Regions from separate parts of the Sus scrofa genome. Here all the other regions are linked to region 2. The links are chromatin contacts, called in public HiChIP or PLAC-seq maps. All regions are on one chromosome and are shown on one strand. Each heading gives the region's core, a stretch centred on a gene start, on an enhancer-like site or on the middle of the called end of the contact. The rest is flanking DNA. Distances are from core to core; before and after follow the strand shown.

The links. HiChIP or PLAC-seq counts read pairs in DNA pulled down with a chosen protein or histone mark.
Region 1: a contact with region 2 is called in an H3K27ac HiChIP or PLAC-seq map of skeletal muscle, with 7 times the contacts expected there. The contact joins the promoter of SCN2B here to the promoter of IFT46 in region 2. A contact is called at or near these places in 9 of 47 Hi-C or Micro-C datasets (alveolar macrophages, embryonic fibroblasts, heart right ventricle and 4 more) and 2 of 2 datasets of contacts at active chromatin or transcription factors (alveolar macrophages and skeletal muscle).
Region 3: an H3K27ac HiChIP or PLAC-seq map of skeletal muscle shows a contact between it and region 2. The contact joins the promoter of SCN4B here to the promoter of IFT46 in region 2. A contact is called at or near these places in 4 of 47 Hi-C or Micro-C datasets (alveolar macrophages, embryonic fibroblasts, heart right ventricle and 1 more) and 2 of 2 datasets of contacts at active chromatin or transcription factors (alveolar macrophages and skeletal muscle).

Annotation. Positions count from the first base shown.
Region 1 is chr9:45,501,060-45,504,855 of Sscrofa11.1, reverse strand. It overlaps SCN2B (sodium channel subunit beta-2), which reads left to right and starts at 2,278. Exons shown (of 4, transcript XM_013977493.2): 1 at 2,278-2,399.
Region 2 is chr9:45,860,334-45,863,618 of Sscrofa11.1, reverse strand. It overlaps IFT46 (intraflagellar transport protein 46 homolog), which reads left to right and starts at 1,701. Exons shown (of 12, transcript XM_003357317.4): 1 at 1,701-1,925; 2 at 2,580-2,676.
Region 3 is chr9:45,473,666-45,477,072 of Sscrofa11.1, reverse strand. It overlaps SCN4B (sodium channel subunit beta-4), which reads left to right and starts at 1,467. Exons shown (of 6, transcript XM_013977487.2): 1 at 1,467-1,696; 2 at 1,945-2,039. The coding sequence starts at 2,015.

The DNA of each region.
Region 1 (3,796 bases), core at 1,029-3,528, 360 kb after region 2:
TCCGTCCCCATTTCTCATTAATTTTTATTTTTTGTGGACAGGAAGCCATATAACTCAAAATACTCAAGTCCCTCTTCCCACCCAAAGAAAGATTAAGACACTGAGTTTAGGGGAGGACTTTGCATAGCTCTGAGGAGTGACATTCTCAAGGGCAGGGTGTCTGCTGGAGATGGAACAAGCTCCTTGTAGATCCAAGCAGTTTTGCTGCTTGAATTTGCAGTATTTTAATCTCTAGAACACCAGATGCTCCCATATTCAAAGGCTTCCAGAAGCAAGCAGACTTTTCCCAACAGAAAGCAGCCTACGGGTAGAGGAGGTGGAGCCACCCAGGAATAATGGAGAATCTGGCACCAGCAGAGTTTGGCTACTGGAGTTGAAAACAATTCACCCTGTCCACTGGGGATTCATAAAAGATGTGCCTCCTTTAAAAGGCTGTAGCCTTCCGACAGCCCTTTTGTTTTTATGTCTTTATAGCCATCACAACTCTCCTTTTGGTTAGTCAGTATGCTTACCTGTCTCTATTGGCAATTTTCTTTTGTAAAACACTAAAAGTGTGTGTGTGTGTCTATGTTCAGAAGAGGTCATGTTGCCATTGATTTGGCTCAGTTACTTAGACCCCAAAAACCCTAGGTTGAAAAGTTATATCCTAACACAGACCAGTTATCTTCTTTTTGTAAAAAATTATTTTATTGAAGTAGAATTGATTTACAGCAGTGTTAATTTCTGCTGTACAGCAAAGTGATTCAATGATACATATATATATTATTTTTTCATATTCTTTTTCATTATGGCTTACCACAGGATATTAAATATAGTTCCCTGTGTTCTACAATAGGACCTTGTTGTTTATCCGTATTATAGATAATGGTTTGCATGGGCTAGTCCTCAATTCCCAATCCATTCCTTCCCCAACCCCTTCACCCTCGGCAACCACAAGTCTGTTCTCTATCAGACCAGTTATCTTCTTACAAAGAATAAACACGAGATTCTCAGGACTCCTAGCCTGTCCTGACCAGCTGGCTTGCAAATGTGGTTTGGACTTCCTCAAGAGAGATCAGGCAATCCATTACCACTTCTGTAAAACCCAACTCTGAAAGCATCCTTTTTTTTTTTTTTTTTTTTTTTAAATCAAAATAAAGGAACTTAGAGTTTTCACAGAAAATGAAGACCTTTCTTATTTCATAGATGGGGGGAGACCAATAGTGGTTTACTTGTCCCAGAACTTTCAAAGCCCTTGTCTGAACTCCACGTTGTCCGTCTGTTCCTGCCCTTTGGAGATTGGGCGCCATCTTGTCTACCCAACACACCTCCCTTTTTTTTCATGACAGGAACCCTATGTTCCATAGACCTTTGTTTTTTGTGCTTCTGCACCTTTGCTCTTGGTATTCCCCTGCCTGGAATTCCCTTTCCATCTTGCCTGCCCAAATCAACATTCCTTTAAGGCCCTGCTTGGGTCCTGCCTGGATGATCTCCTAGATGTCTCTACACTTAACAGATTTCGTCTTCTGATGTTCTTTGATTGTTTCATGGGTATGAGGCCTTATTTTCTCCAGGAGATCTTAGACGTTTAGAGATCCTGCTTTAGTTTTTTTTCTATAACCCCATATGGGACAATCCCATGTTGAATGGAATTCCTAGGGAGTGGAGTAGAATAGCACATGCAGGGATGGGCTGGACCTGGCTCCCAGTCCTGGTTCTACCACACTTTTGCTGGGTCAGATCAGGCTGATAGAGTTTCTGCTCTTTCCCCAGGTATAAAATAGACAATCATTGATTTATTCTCATCTGCTCAGGGACCAGTAGTGGCCTAGCACAAACTCAGAAGACTAAGACACAACCCCTGTCTTTAAAGAGCTGCAATCTAGTTGGGGAGGTAAGACATATAAACAAAATGACAATACTCTCAAGTAATCCCAGGGTTACCTGTAGATGGGAGTTGATATATTTGTCTCCTTATCTAGAACGTAAGCTCTCAAAGGGTGAGCTATATCTTATTCATTTCTGGGCCTCTAGGTTTCTAGCCTAGTGTCTGGCACATAGAGGACATTAAACAGATATTTGAGGAGTTCCCTGGTGTCCCAGTGGTTAAGGATTCAGCCTTGTTGCTGCTGTGGTTCAAGTTTGATCTCTGGCCTGGGAACTTGTGCATGTTGCAAGTGTGGCTTAAAACAAAAACAGTTTGTTGAATGAGGGAATTATAAACGAGTAAATGGACCCAGGGTCACAGCTGCATGGAGAGAAGAGGTACATAGATGACAAGGAAGGGGTGGTAAGGAGGGAGTTACTTTGTAGCAGATTTTTGAAGAACTAGGAGCTTGTGGAGCAGACGAGAGAGGAAGGGCATTCTTAGAAGAGGAAACTGCGAAGGCAGAGACCCGTGATGTGAAGCCCTCTGTGGGGTAAGATAAAGCCAGCCTGGTGTGGAGCAGCTTGGGAAGGGTCTGGGCAGAGAAGAGAGGGGAGTGAAATTGTTCTACCCAAGCAGGCCGCCAGGTGCTCTGAAGTATTTAATCCTAAGCTTGTCCCTGCTCGCCAGTCCCTTCTCGCCAAACCCCCAAACCTAGCCTCTCATTGCTCCGAGCTCCTAGAATGCAAACCTTTTAATATTAGCTGAGGGTGTTACTTCTCAAGAAACACCTAAAGAGCTTGTTAAAAATGCAGATTCTGAGGGGCTTCCCGTTGTGTCTCAGCAGAAATGAATCCTACTAGTATCCATGAGGATGCGGGTTCAATCCCTGGCCTTACTCAGTGGGTTAAGGAGCCGATTGCCGTGAGCTGTGGTGTAGATCACAGATGTGGTTCAGATCCTGAGTGGCTGTGGCTGTGGTGTAGGCTGGCAGCTGTAGGTCCAATTCTACCCCTAGCCTGGGAACTTCCATATGCTGTGGGTGCAGCACCGCCCCCCCGCCCCCTCCAAAAAAGCAGATTCTGATTCTTTAGGTTGGAGGTGGGGCCTGTGACTCTGCATTTCTAGGAGCTCCTGTGATGCTGATGATGCTGGTCTAGTGAGGCAAAGGTAAGCAGGGAGGCTCCCCATAGCCTCCACTAAGAATTTCAAAGGCAAAAGGAAACGACTTTCCTTTGGGTTCTGTGTGACGGCTTCCTCCAGTAAGGTAGACAATTGAGTGTTGTCTAATAAAATCTCCAGGGATAAATGGCATGACGAAATGCCAAACACAGGGCTTCCTTCCCCAAATAGCCCATCTTCAATACTGGTGTCTTCTTCACTCAGTACCTCTTTGAGTTTCTGCTTCCCAGGCGTTTACTGGCTCCTGGGGAAAGATGTGCTCTTTTGGATCAAATGGGCATCTGGAGGCCCAGGTGAGCGATGGGGAGGGTCTGGGGTAGCTCCCCTGCTGACTCCCCCCTCCTGGGTACCTCCTCCTCTCCCCCGTTTGGCGCCTTCCAACCTTTGTTCCTGCAGGGCTGAGTTGGCCAAAGGCTGAGTCATATACCTGGTTTCTCTGAGCCAAATTCTGGCTAGAGGCAAAGGAACTTTAGGATTTATTTTGTATCTCAGATGTCCCCCAAATAGAAGTTTCTGGTCGGTCTTGAGACCAAGAGAGCCTGGTAAGCAGCTTCTGGGGCCTCACAGGCATGCTTAGCTACATTAAGAAAAAAGGAGGAGGCCGGCTACGTCAAACCAAAACTCTCTGGCTGACATGTACCTGCGGCAGCTTGGGTGACTGTGCAGCGAGCTGGGACCTGGCTGGGGGGCTGTGCCAGAGCTGGAGCTGGTCTCTCCCTCCTGGCACACCTGCGAGCCAGGCCACTGTTGGCAGTGGAGGCAGCCTGG
Region 2 (3,285 bases), core at 452-2,951:
TAAATTGCGAAATCTCTTGCAGTTTATAAAGCTCTCAGAGCCACTGGTAGCATTTAACATACAAAATAACTGGTGTTCATAAGGGACTAGTAGCCAGAATATATAAAGAATCCTTAAAACTCAACAATGGAAGGAGTTCCCCTTGTGGCTCAGTGGAAACGGAACGGGACTAGGATCCATGAGGATTTGGTTCCATCCCTGGCCTGATGCAGTGGGTTAAGAATCCAACATTGCCTGAGCTGCAGTGTAGGTGACAGACACAGCTTGGATCTGGCATTGCTGGTGGCTGTGGCAGCAACTGCAGCTCTGATTTGACCCCTAGCCTGGGAACTTACATATGCCACGGGTGCAACCATAAAAAGACAAAAACAAAACGATAGATGGCCAATAAGCACATAAAAATATGCTCAATATCTTTAGTCCTTAGGGAATTGCAAATCAAAGCTTGCTAGGATGGCTATAATAATAAGAGTTGGTGAGAATGTGGAGAAATTAGAACTCTCATACACTGCTGGCGGGAACCTGAAGTAGTTTAATTGTTTGGGGAAAGCTTGGCAGCTCCTCAAAAAGCTAAGCATGGGGTTACCATGTGACCCAGCAATTCACTCCTATGTATGCGCCCAAGAGAGTTAAAACCACACACCCATACACAACCTTGAACACTAATGTTCATAGAAACATTGTTCATAATAGCCAAAAAGTGGAAACGATCCAAGTGTCCCTCAGTACTCGAATGAATAACAAAATGTGGTATATTTAGAGTTCCCACCGGCAAAGCGGAAACGAATCCGACTAGGAACAATGAGGTTTCGGGTTCAATCCCTGGCCTCACTCAGTGGGTTAAGGATCCGGGGTTGCCATGAGCTATGGTGTGGGTTGTAGACGCGGCTGGGATCTGGCATTGCTGTGGCTCTGGCATAGGCCGGCAGCTACAGCTCCGATTAGACCCCTAGCCTGGGAACCTCCATATGCCGTGGAGGAAGCTCTAAAAAGACAAAAAAAAAAAAAAAAAAAAAAGGTAGTATATCTAAACAATGGAATATTAGTCACAAAAAGGAATTAAATTCTGATACATGATACAACATGGATGAACCTTGAAAATACTATGTTAAGTGAAAGATGCCACTCACAAAAGACCGTATCTTCTATGACTCCATTTATGTAAAATATCCAGAACAGATAAATCCATACAGAGAAAGAATGGCCGGCAGCTACAGCTCTGATTTGACCCCCAGCTTGGGATTTTCCATAGGTCGCAGGTGCAGCCCTAAAAAAAATTAAAATTAAAAAATTAAAAAAGCGGGAGAATGTGTTAAATTTGAATCACAGGTAAATAATAATTTGTTAATACTATAAATATGTCCCATGCTATGGACACAGTGGAGGGGAAAGACTATAATGTAATAAAAATGCTATAAAAGTAGTACAGAATGTCAGGAATTGAGGCAACCCCTGAGTTTGCCTAAAGGCTGAGTGGTCTGACTTAATAGGAACTCATACCTACTGATCCTTTCCCTGGGTAAAAAATGCAGACCGTGTTTCGGGATCTAGAGCTTAACTCTCTACCAACCGGAATTCATCTGATTTGCTGCCTGCAGCCGCTAGATGCCACCACAGACACATCTGTTGAAATCTAAACAATCACGATGTGAGCTCCTCTTTTTCTGCTTGGCTCCTTAGCTGGGGAGAAACATAATGCGCGAGTTGAGCTCTCACGAGAGTTAAAGGAAGTCTCGCGATTTTTCTGTTTCTTTCTTCGCTCTTTTTATTTATTTATTTATTGTTTGTTTGCTTAGCTACTGACAACACGCCAGTTGCTCCCCTTCTTTCCAAGTAAAAGTGGCCTGGCCTGAGATTAGGGTGAGACCCCAGCCCTAGGCTGGGGTTCCTTCCAGATAGAAGAGACGGATTCGGAGGGGCTACAGGTAATTCGTACTCACCCTAACAGAGAACGCTTCCTCTCTCCCAAGAGGAATAGAAAGGACTCCTTTTCTGTCCTCGCAACCCCTCTCCACTTCTTTCCGTTTTCTTACCCACTATACTTTCTCCCTTCCCTTCACGCCATCACCGACCATTCTGCTTGCCTTACTCCCCACGAAACGTAAGGGGCATCCGAACTACAAGACGAGACCAAGGGGGGTGGGGTGGTCATGGTATAGATGAGGGTGATGCTTTTGGACCAAGAGACTAGAGTTTAACCTCTCTTAGAGGAACAGCCCCCGCCCTGGTGACTCTAGAAACAGAATTGTTTCTAGAACCTCTACAGCTAAGAAATCCCAGCAGCCTTGGGAAACTGACCGAACCTGAGGCTCACTTGAGCCGTTCTCTACAAAAGAGCTTTGGGGAAGGTGATGCAGAAGTTGGCTGTTGTTTCGCTCCAGGATTTCTTCGTTCTCCGGTCAGCCTGCCAGCAGTTCCTAAATAAGGGCTGCAGCAGAATGACTTAACTGCTTGAACTGGGGTGAGGGTTTCATGTAAAACTGGTGTCTCGGAACCATTGCTGGTTTGGAGTCCAGCTCCCCACAGAGTGCTTACTGTCCCGTGATAGGAGCTGTGTAATCATGTTTCCTTTTACTTAGACCAAGATTATAGAAAACCAGACATATGATGAGCGTCTAGAGATTAACGACTCGGAAGAGGTTGCAAGTATTTATACTCCTCCCTCAAGACACAAAGGTAAGAAATAAATGAAGAGAAAAGAAGACAGACGGTTCTCAGAGCAAAGAGCAGGATGGACTCATGATTGTTTCCAATAATTTTTTAGTTTATAATAGCAAATGTTGACTTTCAGAGTCAAGTTATTTGTTGTCGCTTCTGTTTTCTAACTACTTAAGGAGGGAGAAAACACCGCCACCCACATTGCAGGATCTTCCTTCAATCTGACCAGTTTCCCATCATCATTTATTTCGTGATACTCTTTACCCATAATCTGCCAGGGGTTCATGTTTGTTTATTTAATTTATCAAAAGTCTTGGAGTTCCCGTCGTGGCGCAGTGGTTAACGAATCCGACTAGGAACCATGAGGTTGCGGGTTCGGTCCCTGCCCTTGCTCAGTGGGTTAACGATCCGGCATTGCCGTGAGCTGTGGTGTAGGTTGCAGACGCAGCTTGGATCCAGCGTTGCTATGGCTCTGGTGTAGGCCGGTGGCCACAGCTCCGATTCGACCCCTAGCCTGGGAACCTCCATATGCTGCGGGAGCGGCCTAAAGAAATAGCAAAAAGACAAAAAAAAAAAAAAAAAAAGTCTTTTGCTCAGTTTTGAAGATGCTTCAGTAACCTGCGCTTA
Region 3 (3,407 bases), core at 218-2,717, 390 kb after region 2:
CTACTTTTCCAATGAGGAGGGGTAGGGCCAGAGTGAGGAGCCCAGGCTGAGGCCTCTGCTGCTGAGGCCTAAGGGTGGCATTGCTCTTAACAATTGCAAGAGGTAAATATCTTCGCTTTCACTGTAGTACAGACAGGCTTCTGCAGAAGATTGCATAACTTGCTCAAGGTCACACGCCAATAAATGCTGGAGCTAGGACTAGATTCCCCAGAGCTACTGTACCACTATCACAGCTCACTACAGAGCCACTGTACCACTGTCACAGCTCCTGGAAAAAACCCAAATAGACATTCAGGCTTTCCCATACAACCACAAGGGGCCCAAGATTCCTCTGAAGCCCCCTGGCTAAAAAGGTGGGTGGTGGTGGGACTGTAGCAGGGGTCAGGCCATGAAGTGGGAGCAGGTTTCCAAGTCTGAACTAGTGCCCAGAGAGGCAAAGGATGGAGGGTCAGGAACAAGGGGCCTGGGATGGAGGGAGGGGGCTGGGAGGTTAGCAGTGGGGTGCCGAGGGGAGGACAGCAGACATTAGTTACCAAACCACACCCCAAACTGCACTATTCACTGGTAACTCCAGAGTGTCTGAGAAAAGGCTCCTTTGTTGGCAGTTTCACCTTGGCCCTGGCTGTGACCCCCAAGCCTGGGAGGGCTGACCTGGGCTCCTCCATCCCCAAAGGGAGGTGAGGCCATGAAGACTTCAGGTTTCTGAAGGACAGAGGAAACCATTGGAGGAGGGTGAAAGGGGAGGGGCGGGGAGTGCCTAGGTAGGAAAAATGAGAATAGAGGTGCTGCAGGAAGGTGAAGAAGGAGCCCCAATCGGATTGGTAGTGTCTGGCCGGATTCCCCAACCAGGGGCATCATGATTTCCCAGCTCATGAAGCAATGGCCGAGGTGGATGGGCGGTGGCGGGGGCAGTTTGCAGTTGGAAGCCGGTCCCCGGGACCCTGCCCAGCGGAGCAAAGGCGGGGCGCGGGGCTCAGAGGCTGCACGCGAGTCAGAATCAGTGGGGTGCAGTGGGGAAGCCCGCACACGCCCACCGGCTGCGCCAGTGTCGGCCATCCAAGCGGTCCCCTCGTGGTCCCCACTCGTGTTTCCCAAAGTAGAACACCCGAAAAGCTCCACCTCTACTCCTCCCCAAACTATCCTCCTAATTGGCAGCTCAGCGCATGGGATGATGCGGGCGGCTGCGGGTGGCCCTGCAGTGCCAAGCCGCAGCAGCCCTGCCCAAGCCGGAGGGGAAGCGGGGGGCCCGGCACGCTCCCGGGGCTCGGGGACCACGAGGCGGGGGCGCCCCAGGCACCGCGGCGGCCACCGCCCCTCCTGCGGCTGGAGCGCTTCCAGAGCAGAGGCGCAGCGTCGCTCGCCTCTGCACTAGCTCGGCGGTCCTCCTGCTCCTGTTCCTCCTCTTCGTGCTCCTCCTCCTTCTCCCCGTGCCCTCAGCGGCCGCTCCCGCAGTCGGCTCCTCCTCTCCCTCCCTCCCCCTCCTCTCCTGCCATCCCCGCTAACTTTCCCAAGCTCAGCCGGCGGCGCAGAGCTCCCCGGCAGCCTCCAGGCCCACTGCAGACCGCGGGCTGCGAGCGCGGCTGCGCCCTGTATCCTGTCCCCGCGCCCCTGGCGCGCTCCGGAGAGAAAAGAACGATGCTCGGGGCCGGGGACCGAGGCGCACCCAGGGCGAGATGGCTGGGCACTGGGCTTTTGGGTAAGGCAGCCCCAGCTCGGTTTCTTCTCCTGCCTCTTCCCCCCTCCTCCCCCATCTCCCCCCAGAGCAGGGGTCACTTCGAAGAGCAGTGCCTTGGACGGGGGGAAGGCTTTGGAGCGGGGCTACTGGCTTGAGACTCTAGCTGGGAGGGCTGAGCTCCCCGGGGACAGTGCGCCGTCCCCCGCCCCATCGGCCCGCCAGCCTCGCGATTAGTTTTTTTTTTTTTTTGCTGTTTCTGGTGCCTTCAGCCCCGCACTTCTGGAGCTGGATCTTGGGGACCCGAGTTGAGACGTTTAAGCTGCTGGGGGAGAGCGGCTAATGCCTTGGGTGGAGGGGATGCCAGGTGGGTTGCAAGTGTGATTGTTGAGATGCTAGTTTCTACCCCTGCTCAGAGCTCTTTGCTACTTGGAAGCTGGTTGTCCAGGCACCGGCATGCACCAGTTGGGGGTTGGGGAGCTCCCTTTCCTACTGATCCTTGTTCTGTTTGCCTCCTCTGCCCTCTACTTCCTCTGGTGTCCACTGCCTTCCCTGCAGACTGGATGTGTTGGAGGGACTTGGAGGATCATTTAAGCCCCCTTTTAGGAAAGATATTTTCTCTCTTCCTAGGAAGAGATTCCCTGGGGGAATGGGGAGGACCTGTTTCACCTGCTCCTGGCTCTTCATTTTGGGATGAATATGAAGACTGAGGAGGCCCGGCCAGAGGACACAGAAAGAACAGATTATCGATATCTATTAATATGCACATGATAGTTTTGAGCATCAAACTCTAAGAGATTAGGGAATGATATTTATTTGTCCAGAACATTATCTCCTCATAACTCAGAGCTGGCTTTCAAATGTAAGCCAACTCCATCTCTGGCACCCGCACCTCTTCCTGTTTGTATTTGTCAGATGTGGCTTTTGGCAGCTCCCTGCATGGGGTAGGCACGCGACGTAGGCATTTGGGCTGAAAGCAGGGAGGCAGAAGTCTTTAAGGGCGATCACTGCTGTTTCTGCAAATGTAAACTGTGTGCAGGCCTGTCATGTTGGCACCTGGTGGCGGAGGGGGGTGAGAGTACATCTTTCACTCAGGAGCCACCAATTCTGCTATAGCCTTACAGCTGGAGAGAAGACACCAGTGTTCTCACTTGTGCCTTAGGCGCACATGTGCTGGTTTCACAGTGACCCTAGGAAGTGGGTCTCTCTGAGGCCTGGAGGCGCCTCTTTCTGAGGCGGTTACAGTGCCAGTCTACACTAGCTGCCACTCAGCCTATCTCTAATCAGCCCGAGTTCCCACTGTGACCATGGCAGGGGTGGGTGGTCATTGGGGAATTCAAACACACATGATCATTAAACTAGCCGGCTTATCAACACCTCTGGCTTCCCTTCCTCCTGCTGCCTGGTTGGCTGGTGGAATGCCAGTGCCTGGCTATTAGAATATTGATAGAGGGAGTTCTTGTTGTGGCTCAGCAGTAACAAATCCAACTAGTATCCATAAGGATGTGGGTTCGATCCCTGGGCTCGCTCGCTCAGTGGGTTAAGGATCTGGCGTTGCTGTGGCCATGATGTAGGACGGCAGCTACAATTCCGATTTGACTCCTAGCCTGGTGCGGGTCCATATGCCAGCCCTAAAAAGATAGAAAAAAAAAAAAAGAATATTCATAGACTACTTTATGGGAAACCACACTACACATTCTGTGTGTGTGGGGGGGGTTTTATGTATTGTAGGCAG